3 separate regions of the Zea mays genome follow, and regions 1 and 2 are each linked to region 3. The links are chromatin contacts, called in public Hi-C maps. All regions are on one chromosome and are shown on one strand. The core of a region is the stretch at or near the end of the contact, and the rest is flanking DNA. Distances in the headings are between cores, read along the strand shown. Region 1 holds the start of LOC100216729 (Chlorophyll a-b binding protein CP29.1 chloroplastic). Region 2 holds the start of LOC100382716. Region 3 holds the start of LOC100279203 (putative ABC1 and kinase-like domain family protein).

Region 1 (4,871 bases), core at 2,206-4,705, 180 kb before region 3:
CACTGAACATATGATTATGTTGGTGTATCTTTGGATAACCCGAGGAAAGAACAGCTTTAGTATCTATGGAATGTTAGAACAGCTTTAGTATCTATGGAATGCTTGGTTTGGTGAATCAACCCATTCTAGATGAAGTATGCATCATGACTCCATTATTCAAATTTAGTGGAATGACTTCATTCCTCATAGGCTCATACTAGTACTTATTATTAGTTTGTGAGGAATGATGTGGTGATGGATCATCTCATTCCATTCCCTAAACCAAACAAAAGACTAACGCATAAGATGGACTACCTTATTTAACAAACCAAACACCCCTAAATGAATTAATATGGGTTGGTAACTCTTTCTGCACTATTCAATTAAGAACTTCGAATTAGGGTTTAATAACAAAAAAACTGTGCTCAATATTTCAGCACATTTGTATAAAGTCATTTTTTTGCAAAGTATAACAAATATTTCGGCAAAACATTTGAGCAGTGAAGGTAGTGCTTGGTGTTGACATCAAAATTAAATGCTCTTTAACCGTTACAACGCTAGCATTGGCAACAGACACTGACTTTATTTCTCGATTGATAGCTTTGCGCTGCGCTAAACATCAATAAAAGAAGTGTGGATAGGGACCTTGATGTTTACCGCAACATACTCTCAAAGCTGGTTCAAGCCAAGGAACTTCTCAAGGAATACGTGGATAGGTAATGCCATATCCCAGGACCACTTTTTTTGTCACCTTTACTGCCATTTCAGTCTTAACGCGTTCAGTAAATGATTCTCTGCTAAGCAATTTGAGACATTTCTATTTTGAATTAAATGCTTCAAATGCATGACTTAATCAGTAAATTTTACTCCCTCCTTTCGAAATTGTCAGTTATGTTTTTTCCGAGATGCATGCTTTTATCTATGCACCTAAATATATATAATGTCTAGATATACACCTAAATATATATAATGTCTAGATATACAGTAAAAACTCTGTCTAGAAAATTCACAAAGACTTATAATTTGGAACGGATGGAGTACCCTTTTGGCCACTTAAATCACTCCTTTTTTTAGTAAGGACTGTCAATAAATATACTGTTTTTTATTGTCATTCCAGTGACATAAAACTTGTTCAATGTAACAATATTTGCAGGGAAAAGAAGAAGAGAGAAGAAAGATCAGAAACCCCAAAGCCAAATGAAGCTGTCACAAAATTTGATGGAAATCTTTATTCCATAAGGCATTAGATCAACCCTTTGCAGAGGAGAGTTTCCCAGTATAACAGAATTACGTGTTGAGAAACTACCAAATGATCTCCTTTCACCACAGACATCTTTTGCTGCTCGTCTTGTGGTGTAGCATTCTTGCGGTACAAAAGGATCCAGATCATTCTTACTATTGGACAGATATTTGTATTTTCTCATGAGTCTTCAAATCAAATGTATTTATTTTCTGTCAGTCTGAAAGTATATGAAGCGGTGTGTAGGGTTAATGTTACTCATAAGCAGAGAAATATAGTTTTCTCTTTTGTACTTTGTGGAGATACTTTACGAGCCTGTGTTCACTTACATGTTTTTGCAACCATGAAATCAGTTGATGGGTTCTTTATCTGAATTTGTATGTACCGGGCTCAGTACTGGGAAAATATCTGTGGTGGAAAAGATCAAGGAACCAGACAATTCTGTGCTGGATTCACGCTTCAGGAAGACGTGAACTGTAACCTTTTTCACATTTTGGGTGAAAGTAATCTGATACATACGTTCAATCTGTCATTGTCACAAGTGGCCTTCCAGCAAGTGCAGGCTTTGGAGCAAAGGCTATTGGTAACTGAAGATGATGTATGGGGTTACAGATGGGAATCCAACCCCTTTTCTTCAACGAACTTAAGGGGTGTTTGGTTTCTAGGGACTAATTTTTAGTCCCTACATTTTATTCCATTTTAGTTCCAAAATTACCAAATATGGAAACTAAAACTCTATTTTAGTTTCTATATTTAACAATTTATAGACTAAAACGGAATAAAATGAAGGGACTAAACATTAGTCCCTAGAAACCAAACACCCCCTTATTATAAAGCTTTGATTGGACACATTGAGGTGGATCCTACTTTCAAGTGGTTATGGAAGAGTTGCTGTCAAACAAAGCACAGGGCTTTCTCTTGGCTGCAAATTAAAGACAGACTGAGCTCTAGGAATATGCTAAGAAGGAGAAATATGAATCTTGATTCGTATAGTGCACTCTGTAGTCTGGCAGTGGAAGAGACTAGAGAGCACCTATTTCTCTTCTGTCCTTTTGCAAGGCAGTGCTGGGGGATTCTTTGCCTAGATATATATATACCCACTGACACAAGCTTCTGAGAAATTGTTTCCTTGTTTAAGGAGCAGCTACAATCTGAAATTTTTATGGTGGCAACGATTCTTATGAGTTGGGAAATTTGAACAGTAAGGAGTAAAACAATATTTGAACAACTGCAGATGAGTAGCCAAGATTACAGAATGTTCTTCAACAAGGAGACCTTAATGGTGCCATGGAGTGAAGCCTTGCTTAAGTTCTTTGTTTGATCGATGGATCTAAAGTGTTTGTTTTGTTCTTTCTTTGCTCATTTTCTTTGTTTTCTAAGCTTGTTCTTCCCCTTGCTGTAGTATATAGTCTGTAACTCTTCCCTTGTTTCTTGTACTCTACAGATTGAACGTATGTATCAGTTTACTTTCATTGATAGCCTTTTCAACTTTTCTCCCTTTCTTGTTATATATATATATATATATATATATATATATATATATATATATATATATATATATATATATATATATATATATATATATATATATTCTGTAGAGACGGCCCCTCCAGTTTCTTTTAAAAAGGAGCAAAGCAACATCGGAGAAACTGAGAATTCCTTCGCTTATCTTTCAAAAAAAAAGGTTCCTTTGGTTGCCTCTAAACTGAGAATTCAGGGCGTGTTCGGCTGGCTGCAAGCCGACACTGTTGCAGCTGTTTGGACTGCTGCAGCTGCAATCCATAGAGAGAAAAATACTGTAGAAGCCGCAGCCGCAGCCGGATTGCAGCCGCAGCAAGCCGCAGCGAACAAGCTGTCAGTTATACTGCGAGACATGATGGTTACAGTGAGCGACAGAAACTGAGCTTCGCACGCGTTTTGGGTCCAAAACCACATGATCTCCAAGAGTATTTTGGACGATATTTTCCAGTCGGAGGCGGCACTCCAAAATCCAAATGCCTTCCTCCCAATTGTATCCCTCCAAGTGTCCCATGGTCCTTCACGAGCATCCCATCCATTGGACCATACAGATAAGAACCGGATAAGGCAGATCGTGGCCGTCAAATAGATCACGTCCGTTCTATGGCCGTCCGATTTGCCACCCAGAGATAACACCGGAATTTCCTACAAGCACTATCCTATTTGTAGCCCGTGACGAGCCCCACCCCCACGCCACACACCACCACCGGACGCTAGCTGACCACCAACCTCAGCACATCGAGGAGAGGAGGAGTGGCCATGGCTTCGTCGGTGGCCGCCGCGGCGAGCACATTCCTGGGCACCCGCCTGGCGGACCCGGCGCCGCAGAACGGGCGCATCGTGGCCCGGTTTGGGTTCGGCGGCGGAAAGCCCAAGGCTGCCGTCCCGAAGAAGGTGGCGAAGACGTCGATCTCCTCTGACCGGCCGCTGTGGTTCCCCGGCGCCGTGGCGCCCGACTACCTCGACGGCTCGCTGGTCGGCGACTACGGGTTCGACCCGTTCGGGCTCGGGAAGCCCGTGGAGTACCTGCAGTTCGAACTGGACTCGCTGGACCAGAACCTGGCCAAGAACGAGGCCGGCGGCATCATCGGCACCCGGTTCGAGTCCTCCGACGTCAAGTCCACCCCGCTCCAGCCCTACAGCGAGGTGTTCGGCCTCCAGCGGTTCCGCGAGTGCGAGCTCATCCACGGCCGATGGGCCATGCTCGCCACCCTCGGCGCCCTCACCGTCGAGTGGCTCACCGGCGTCACCTGGCAGGATGCTGGCAAGGTACGTGAACATTGCTGACCTGTGACATGCATGTATCCATATCCATGCATGGAGTTCGTTCTCTGCGCTTGAACGATCGACGGCAAGAGAGATTAACCAACCTGTGAATGTAACTGCGTGCAGGTGGAGCTGGTGGATGGGTCCTCCTACCTGGGCCAGCCGCTGCCGTTCACCATCTCGACGCTCATCTGGATCGAGGTGCTTGTGATCGGCTACATCGAGTTCCAGCGCAACGCCGAGCTCGACCCGGAGAAGAGGCTGTACCCCGGCGGCTCCTACTTTGACCCGCTCGCCTTGGCGGCCGACCCCGAGAAGAAGGAGCGGCTGCAGCTGGCGGAGATCAAGCACGCGCGCCTCGCCATGGTCGCCTTCCTCGGCTTCGCCGTGCAGGCCGCCGCCACCGGCAAGGGGCCACTCAACAACTGGGCCACCCACCTTAGCGACCCACTCCATACCACCATCTTCGACACGTTCGGAGGATCCTCTTAAGCCCGCCATTGATCCGCTCCGTCCATCGATCGAAACGTGGTCTTGAATTAACTATGATAGATCTCTATGAGCCTGGAGATGGATCAACCCGTCGTGCGTTGTTTCATTTTGTGATGAATGGGAGAGAGGGTATGGGACAAGATTGATCAACCCGTCGTGCTTACGTCTCGTTAATTAGGAGAGCTACCGCTCGGATTTGGTGATTTGTAATATATGAACCAGTGATGAATAAATGCATTCACTTGTACACATCCATCTTGAGGTGACCGAGGATATAAGACGCACCAAGGTGAGGATGAAAGTTTTTGAGTCAATCGTTTATCAAATAATACAAAGAAATATGTCCAAACGAAGAACGCTGCGACATCCTAACACA
Region 2 (4,871 bases), core at 406-2,905, 210 kb before region 3:
AGGGGGCCTCGTCGTCGCCTTCTCCCGAGAGCCCAGCGCATGCATCAACAGTTGCACGGTGGGTCCGCCGCCCACTGTTGGACCCACCCGCCTCCACCTCCATTAACTAACTACCTTGAAGACGGCAAAGCGGTCGGTCGCCTTCCAGTTCAGCACCACCGTGCAGTTACAGTTATCACACTACACGCACCGCCACTTCCACCTCTCTCCTCTTCCTCGCTTCCTTGCTCGACGCGAGCGCGGCAAGAATCGGTGCATGTGAGCCTTGTTCGGAGAAGAGCTAACCGATGCAGCTGAGGCTGTGAGAGCTGTGGTTACAGAGGATGGGGGAAGCAGCTGGTGAGGAAGAATCCTCGGCCGCGCCGGCGGAGGTGAGCCGGCAAGCGGAGCTGGATGAGCAGCGGTGCCTGGCGGAGGCGCTGCAGGCCATCAATTCGTTGGTATCTGCCTCCTTGTCCGCGACGCTGTTCCCGCTCAAGTGGCAGCTCATCAGGGACCGGCTCAACCGGCTCCACGCGGGCCTCGCCGACATCACCGTCTCCGCGGGCGACGAGAACAGGTGCGACGCGTTGGCGAACCTCCTGCGGGACGTCGCGGCGGCCGCCCGGGAGGCGATGGAGCTGGTGCCGCGGAGCCAGGGGCGGCACTACGGCGGCGGCAAGCTGCGGCTGCGCAGCGACCTGGACGTCCTGGGCGCGGCCCTCGACGCGCACGTGGCGCGGCTGGACGAGGTGTACGCGTCGGGCGCGCTGACGCGGGCGCGGGCGCTGGTGGTGCCGCGGCCCGGCGCCGGGGCCAGCCGCGACGACGTGCGGTTCTACGTGCGCGACCTCTTCGCCAGGCTGAGGGTCGGCGGCGGCGAGATGCGGAGGGAGGCCGCGGCCGCGCTCAGCGAGGCGCTGCGCGACGACGAGAGGTGCGCCCGCGTGGTGGCGTCCGACGTCGCGGACGGCGTCGGCGCCCTCGTCGCGCTGCTCGAGTGCCCCGACGCGCGCGTCCAGGAGGAGGCCCTGGAGGCGGTCTCGGCGATCGCCCGGTCCGACGCGCACAGGGGGGACCTGGTCGTGGGCGGCGTCATCGCGCCCGTGGTCCGCGTCCTGGACGCGGGGGGCGCCGGCAGCGAGGCGGCCAGGGAGAGCGCGGCGCGGGTGCTCTGCAGGCTCACCGAGAACTCGGACAACGCGTGGGCCGTCGCCGCGCACGGCGGCGTCACGGCGCTGCTGGGCCTGTGCGCGGCGGGCCACGGAGCGAGCGGAGGCGGCGAGCTCGTGTGCGCGGCGTGCCGGGTGCTGCGGAGCCTCGCGGGGGTCGACGAGATCAGGAAGTACATGGTGGCCGACGCCGGGGCCGTCCCCGTGCTCGTGACGCTCTCGCAGAGGGCCACGCACGACGCGGCGCGAATCCAGGCGATGGAGCTCCTCGCCGCCATCGGCTCCGGGGATACCTCAGCCAGGGACGCAGTGGTACAAGAAGGCGCCGTCGAGTGCCTCGTCCGGGCGCTCGACCCCTCCTCCTCCTCCTCCTCCTCGTCGTCGAAGGTGCGGGAGGTGGCCCTCCGCGCCATCGACGCGCTGTGCCTGTCGCCGCCCAACTCCACCGGGCGTCTCCTCGCCGCCGGGTTCCTCGACCGCGTCCTCTCCCTCCTCCGCAACGGCGACAACACGCTGCTGCAGCACTGCGCGCTGAAGGCCGCGCACCGCCTGTGCCAGGTGTCGGAGGATGTCAAGAAGGCGATGGGCGACGCCGGGTTCATGCCGGAGCTGGTGGGCGTCCTCGGCGCGTCCAGTAAGCCCCCCGAGGCGCGGGAGATGGCGGGCGAGTCGCTGTGCGCCCTGGTGACCGTGCCCCGCAACCGGAAGCGGTTCGTCCAGGAGGACCGCGACGTGGCGCGGGTGCTGCAGCTGCTGGGCCCCGACGAGGAGAAGGAGAAGCCCGCGCCGGCGAGGCGGTTCCTGCTGTCGACGGTGGCGCACCTCACGGACAGCAGCTCCGGCCGGAGGAAGATCATGTCCTCGGAGCACGTCAGGTAATACAGTGCGATACGAACAACACGCACACTTATCAGTAGCCAATCATCATGTGCTCATCAATTATCGCTGCTCTCAGTTTTTTTTTGAAAAAAAAACAAATGCTTGTGTTCTTGTGGCAGGAATCTCGAGAAGCTTGCGGAGGCCGATGTCCCAGACGCCAAACGGATCGTGAAGAGGCTTGGCGGGAGCAGGCTGAGGAGCATTTTCCATGGCATTTGGAGCCTGTAATGTTCTGTTGTATTGTAACCCTTGGAGGCAAGACAAGCAGTCAAGCACGCAGTACGGCAGTAGTAGTGTCTCTGGCTAACACATACAGTACTATTGTTCCTTGCATCTTTTGTTACTGTGAAGGAATCAAAGAATGAGTCACCCAGTGATTTGCCCCACTGCGTATACCACTCGTCTCTGTCAAATAAAAGTGCAGGTCCCTTTTCAGCAACAAAACCCATCCAAACATGCAGTGGCCGCATCAGCATCAGCTTTTATTTTTTTTACACAGTGCATGCGAATGATCCCCTCTCGTGCTTGCCCAATGCCCGCCCCACAGCCCAGAGCATATTCATCTCTGACACAAACGGAGGGCCGCGTGGGTCGTTGCTGTGATGAACCGTTCGGCAGGAAAATGGCTTGTGGCTTTCCCGATCTCGCAGTGGGATCTAATGGCCCCGTCTTCTTCTCTGACGCACTCGATTCGTGAAACTGTGCGTGCGTCTCGCGTGGTGCTGCAGCTTTTTCGGGCGTTCTCGTCTGAAGATTGTACAGTACTCTCCAGTCAAAGCAGGGCAATGAATTTCCCTGTCAGGTTCCTGGTGGATCTGTAACATTGATGGTGGATGCAGAACCACGGTCCCTGAAGAGCGTTCCTCACAAGTACTGTACTTTGAGTTGTTCAGTTGCGGGAAATGGCTGACCCTGAAACACTAGACCAGCAGTGACGTTTCTTCCCGGCGTGTAAACCTGTTCCAGGAACCGCCGCTCCTCCTTCCCGCCGGCGTGCGCACTTCAGTTGCTGAAGGCTGATGCTGATGCTAAAGACTCGCTGTGGAGAGAGCCTGAGGGTGGCTGAAGAAGACGGGGCGCGACACTGCATCCGGAAACACGGCAGCATTGCTTCTTGAGACCAGGACCAGTTTCTTTTCGACGGGGTTGGAAGCTCCGCACAGCGGTTTGTTCCCCGGTCGCCACTCGCCAGTCAGTCAGGTCAGGCGAGGCCGAGCTGCCTTTTTCCAGCAGCAATTCACTGGGCAGTGCGCCCCCACGGAAACAGGTGTCCAACGATCAGATCATCCCTGCTTGATCTACAAAGTCCAACCACCGGCCGGCCAACCAACCTTACAAGATCGGTCACGCTCACGCCGCCGTCAGCTGCCCAGCGGCATTGTATTGGTCCCTGTGATGTGCGAGGTGTCTCCTACTCCAAAGGCAGTTGAGTTCTGTCCTCCTTGGAATGTCAATGCTTAAAAGATGTTCCGGTTTTCTGGAAGACCGATGTTGGGTTAGGTTAGGTTGGTTACTACTACATCATCCGGAGATTATATTATATATTAACTTTATGAAGTTTCTCCGTAGTCGTTGAGTTGACCCTATCCATAGAAAAAGGTGGACCCTATCAATTAGGGGTGTAAATGGTACGGGTATTGTCCTTATCAGCACTGAATTATGAGAGGTATGTATAAACTGAATTTTGAAAATTGGTCCTTGCTTTAAAACTGAATTGTGACTTTGTGAGCTATCTGCATGTTCTAATTTCATAGCATAGTCTTGCTAATAACGTTATGTGCATGAAAAAGTTTCTCCGTAGTGAGGGGATTGTTGGGTTAGGTTAGGTTGGCTACTACTACTACATCATCCGGAGATTGTATTATATACTAGGTGAGTGCCCGTGCGTTGCAACGGGAACACATGATACCATGATAACTTATATATAAATATACCCTTACGTTGCTACGAAATCAATATATGATAAAATACATTGATATGCAAAAACAGTAATTGTTATTTTTAATTTTGTACTTTTATTAGCATCACTAAAAGTGCATGTTTACAAGACATACAAGGTTTACATGTGCTTTGTCATTTATAAAAAAAATAAACAATATTGTAGCGAATATTAAAACATCTCAAATAAAACACATTGATTCCATAAAATGATAATACATTATACAATACTCATGTGCGCGCCAGGTAATGAAGTCGTTGAAATAACTTAAGTCCATTCTTTAACTTCTCATTCTCCAAGCACATCAACCACCCCACTGTAGCTCTTGGCCGCAAATGTCATCAATGTGTTTTAGGTTCTCTTATGTCACACAAACATCAGTGCTATAGTTTTAGGTTCTCTTATCCGCGTAATAACCGCAACAAAATGTTGTTTTGCAAAGAAAAAGCTATTAAAACAAAGATAAACTACATTGCTGGAACAAAATAAAACATGAAAATGAAGTTACGTGACATAATTGAGTGTGGCAATGAGATAAACCCAAGTGGTTAACATCTCTTTGTTGAGTATACCAAGAAACAACACGAATAACTCCAATTTGCAATGAGCAAATATGAATCATAAGCACACTTATTTATGCAACACTATGATGCTCTCTTATTGAGTTTAAGTAACAACTTCGTATTGATATTATGTGCTGGTACACGGTGTTTTTACTAAACTCAGTAAAACTGTAAAATTATATGTGCAAATGAGAAGCTCAACAAAATATATTTAAATTTTATTTCTGGGAGCTAGTTTGCCAAATGGAATAAGAAATTAGCTGGTAAACAATGTGGAAATTCGAAGGTAATCTTTTCCCTCATCCACCAGCAAATGGATGACTTGTGTGTCTGAGTAGC
Region 3 (4,401 bases), core at 531-3,030:
GGACGGTCCGCAGCACAGGGTCGGACGGTCCGTGACCTGACGCAGGAGTGACTCCTCCTCCACGTACGTCCGAACGGTCCGTGATGGCGCAGAGGGTCTTTTTTTTCGCAGCAGACCTAGATCTCGCCTCCCGGGAGGGACCCGTCGAGGAGGATAGATTGTAGGGTGTGTCTTGGCGTCGGCAGACCACCCAAGACGCCTCTAGTCGACGTAGAGCCGAAGAAAGGTGAAGATTTGAGGTAGACGGAGGCTAAACTAGGGCTAAATTAGAACTACTTCTAGTGCAGAAGGTAAAAACGATAAATATACTTGATTTGATCGATTGTGGGGGTTCAACCAGTCTTAGTCCTTTATCTATATAAAGGGGAGGTATGAATCCGCTACAAGTCGTTTTAGCTAACAAATCTCGCGAGGAACTCGAAACACTAACAGCATGATTGGTTGCCCGGGCAACCGGCGCCTGGCTCGCTGAAGCCTGGCTTGCCGCAAACGCCATTTTCCACGCGTGCAACTGAACGTGCTTAATTTGGCCTATCCCGCATCCGCACATCCAGGTCCGTCCATCTGCAAACAAGCATCCAATCAGGTGCTGCTGGGCAGTCAACGCACGCACACAGCCTGGCTGCCGAGCAGCAGACATCCAATCACGTATCGCGTGATTGGTTACAGGTCTCGTTTCAGTCTGGCTTGCGCCAGCCTGGTTCCGCAGGAACGCACCTGCCTCACGTCTGCGCGCGTGCAGTTAAATGACAGAAAAATTACATAAACTGCATCTGCGTGTACAAGTTGAGCTCATGCTATGCAGGTAACCGATTATGGGCTCAAGTACAGTCAACGCATATGCTGGGCCTGGGCACAGCGAGCGGGGTAACCAATCAAGCTAGTAGTAACTGATTCTGCGTACGCACGGACCGTCCGCGCCACCACCGTGGACCATTTACGAGGACGTTTTGTGTGTTCAACAATGTACACTCAGATTGATGTGAAAAAAAAATCTGGAGGCACCATCACTTACGATTTGGAACCATTCTGCTCTCCATTTGCCTTGTCCATCTTATGGGCTGAACTTGATCGCTCTGATAGAACTGCCCTTCAACTCATTGACTCTTTTTGTTGTTGTGCTTCTAATTTGATGCTTTATTTTCTTTGGTGAGAAGGAGGGATGTCCGAGAAGGAGAAAGGCAGAAGACAAATAGCTTATTTAGTTCTGGCGGCAAAACAGAGCCGTAGTGCCTATTTTCCCTTCAAAAACTAATTATGCGTACTTTGACATATTATAGGTTGTGTTCATATTTTCCATTATTTTGGCTCATTTGAATCCATGAAATTTCGCTAAGGAGGAGGAGCGTTGGATGCCACGAACGATGGATGCAGCTATACTGTAAGCCAGTAGAGTAAAAATGCCTAAGTTAGAAGATCCACTTCCTATTAAATAAGGTTTTACATACTCTAATTAACGTCATCACGTGTGTAAAGTCCCAGTTCTCCCCAAAAAAGAAATCAACGGCACATGGCAAATTCCAACTTCGCCGCAGCAGCAAGTCGGCGTGCCGAGACCGGGTCGTGTCGGCGCGGAGTTCCGACGCAAGTTGCCCCTTGCCCGCGTGCCGAACCGGCCACCCAATTTCCCAACCCAGAGTGGCCCCGCGTGGCCGCGAGATGGCTCGGTTGGCTCCCGGCCTCCGGGGCAATCGGGAATAAACCCTCGACTCCTCGAGGATGCCCTCTCCTCCAAGAAATAAATTAGAAAAGAAAAACGAAAAGAAAACTCCCGAGCAAAAAAAAGCACACGCGTTGCGCAAAAGGGGAAACAGGGGATCTCCACCTCTGCCGCCGACCCGTGGGAAGAGAGGAGCGTGCGACGGCACGCAGACGCATCTAGTCTCCCGCCGCCTCTACTGTCCTCGCCATCGCCAGCACCCCAAGGCTCGGTACGATTCGGCTGCGTGCCCGCGCGTCGGCACTGCACCGCGGCGCGCAGGCGGACCGTGCTGGGGTTTTGGTGGGGTGTAGGGAGGGGCGTCCTGCGCTCTGCGGCGGCTTGATCCTGTGAAGGCGGCGGCAGCAGCAGCAGGCTTCTCCGATGCAGCGGCTAGTGGGGGTGGGCGAGAGGTGCGGTGCGGCTCGATTTCTCCTTGTTCCCTTGCGTGCGCGGGTTCTCCTGCACTGTCTCGGTTGCCCGAGGGGAAAGTTGAATCGTCTGCGTTTTCGGATTTTGTTAGGAACGGCTGGCGTATTCACTTACGCCCCGTTGTTTTGTTGGAATTGAATTCTATTCTAATAATTATAATTTAGACAAAACTAATTGAGTTAATATATTTATTTATGTAATGTATTTGTATGTTATCCTAAATCATATCAGTTAGATAGTTATATACTACATTTATGTTGTAGAGAAACAAGTAGAAGAATGTGGTATAAATTGTACATTAGAAAAGTAACATGTAAATCTATAGAATTAATTTCCATCTCTCACTCCATAAATTTGAGATAGACTTATATATACACTTTGGAAAGTTGTGGAATGTCACATTCTAAAAAAATAGCCTACTGCATTAGTTAAATTCTAATTCCTCAAAATGAAGGGAAACAAACGGGCCCTTAGTGTTTATTACCATGTAGCCCATGTGTGGCGCGTGGCCTTTTTGATTCGTTATATTGCAATGGCAACCTAAACCTTAGTAGCTTATTGCTACATTTTCATGTGAGCATACTAGTAGACTTGGGTTCGCTTGCAGCCCACTTCACCTAATTCTGTGGGCACTAAGCAGCCATGAGACTTACCTTCAGACTGTTGTCATAAATTTGTTCTTGTAATTTAGTTTTAGTTAGTCAATTGGTGCATCCATCTCCACACATACATGATGTATGTGTGTAGATAGAGCTTTCTATTGGTCAGGATAATCAGTTTGGGAGTTGATGAGTACATTATTATAATTTACAAGAAAGAAGTTCATATGCATGACAATAAACGACAAGTATTCTGGGTGTAGTAGCAGTATGATCAGGACAACAATAATCGTGTTCTAGTCACATCGTTGTTGCTGACATATTTTTGTACATAGTTTCACCTCGTAAAATTAACTATATAGCAAATGCCAACCAAAGCTTGAAAACTTGCAAATTGTTGACATTTTCTGTACCCATCTTTGAGCAGGCTATTGGCAATCGGAACAAATAGGCGGGCGGCCACTTATTCCCATTCGAGCCACAGAAGTGGGTACTACACAGCAGTGAGGGACAATGGCTTGTCAACAAGGCGTAAGATTCCAGCCATCTTATCTAGAATGTTCTCACATTACAAAGTCATTAGCAGAAAGAACAGAGCTGAGGATCACAAGTGTAGAACCAGGATGTCAAGAGGCTACCACACACTCTCTGTGTCAGTGACGAATTCATCTGCAACCCAGCAAGCACATTTGGCATGGAAGCAGCTTGGTCATATGTACACATATAGAGGTCCACGGTTCCCACTGCTGGGCCGAGCAGCTTGTGCTGTAAGCCTGTCCTTCACGAGGTTCCATATAATCCCTGGGGTCATGGCTCTAGCTGTTGGCAAGATGGCGCTTGCACCTCCTGTCCTTGCAGACTCGCGACCCTTCATTCCAAGAATGGATGGCATCATCACAAAGGCACAAGATACTCGCCAATTTCTGTCATCTCTTGTTTGCTCAATCTGGGAGGGCATCACTTTGCTTGTTAGAGCTGTGCATTTGGCATTCCTATTCTTCCCTGCAACTGCATTAGCTCCATTTGCTGACAAGTTTAGTATTGCATTCAGGAGAAGGTGGCTTAGTCTTATGCGCCGGACCCTTGAAAAGGCTGGGCCAGCATTCATTAAGTGGGGCCAGTGGGCTGCAACACGCCCTGATCTTTTTCCAAGTGATCTCTGTGTAGAGCTTGCAAAGCTCCATAGTGCTGCTCCAGCGCATGGCTTTGCTTACAGCAAGGCTGCCATTGAGAAGGCATTCGGTCGTCAGCTTTCTGAAATATTTGAGTCCTTTGAGGAGAACCCTGTAGCTTCTGGAAGCATTGCACAAATACATCGAGCCACACTAAAACATCAACATCCTGGAAAGCATGTTGCAGTTAAGGTGAGGCATCCTAATGTTGGAGAATCAATCAAGAGAGACTTTCTACTCATTAATCTTGTGGCAAAGGCTTCTGATATGGTCCCTGGATTAAGCTGGCTGAGGCTGGATGAGAGTGTTCGCCAGTTCGCAGTATTCATGATGTCTCAAGTTGATCTTTCTAGGGAAGCTGCTCATTTGAGTCGTTTTATCTACAACTTCCGCAGATGGAGACATGTGTCTTTCCCTAAGCCCTTATATCCATTTGTGCATCCATCTGTCCTAGTTGAGACTTTTGAGAATGGAGAAAGTGTTTCTCGTTTTATGGAAG

The links. A called contact is a pair of places that touch in the nucleus more often than the background predicts.
Region 1: a contact with region 3 is called in a Hi-C map of tassel, with 3 times the contacts expected there. The contact joins the promoter of LOC100216729 here to the promoter of LOC100279203 in region 3. A contact is called at or near these places in 11 of 25 Hi-C or Micro-C datasets (bundle sheath, ear, endosperm and 2 more) and 2 of 3 datasets of contacts at active chromatin or transcription factors (leaf and seedling).
Region 2: a contact with region 3 is called in a Hi-C map of tassel, with 2.6 times the contacts expected there. The contact joins the promoter of LOC100382716 here to the promoter of LOC100279203 in region 3. A contact is called at or near these places in 2 of 25 Hi-C or Micro-C datasets (ear and tassel).

What each region holds. Positions count from the first base shown.
Region 1 is chr2:211,713,117-211,717,987 of Zm-B73-REFERENCE-NAM-5.0, reverse strand. LOC100216729 (Chlorophyll a-b binding protein CP29.1 chloroplastic) reads left to right here and starts at 3,455. Exons shown (of 2, transcript NM_001143134.1): 1 at 3,455-4,006; 2 at 4,130-4,841. The coding sequence starts at 3,497. The coding sequence ends at 4,495. It overlaps LOC100382672 (Protein THYLAKOID FORMATION 1 chloroplastic), which reads left to right. Exons shown (of 5, transcript NM_001175396.1): 4 at 580-695; 5 at 1,133-1,521. The coding sequence ends at 1,226.
Region 2 is chr2:211,740,073-211,744,943 of Zm-B73-REFERENCE-NAM-5.0, reverse strand. LOC100382716 reads left to right here and starts at 1,655. Exons shown (of 2, transcript NM_001175439.1): 1 at 1,655-2,026; 2 at 2,150-2,415. The coding sequence starts at 1,734. The coding sequence ends at 2,258.
Region 3 is chr2:211,533,303-211,537,703 of Zm-B73-REFERENCE-NAM-5.0, reverse strand. It overlaps LOC100279203 (putative ABC1 and kinase-like domain family protein), which reads left to right and starts at 1,780. Exons shown (of 6, transcript NM_001152227.1): 1 at 1,780-2,112; 2 at 3,158-4,401. The coding sequence starts at 2,084.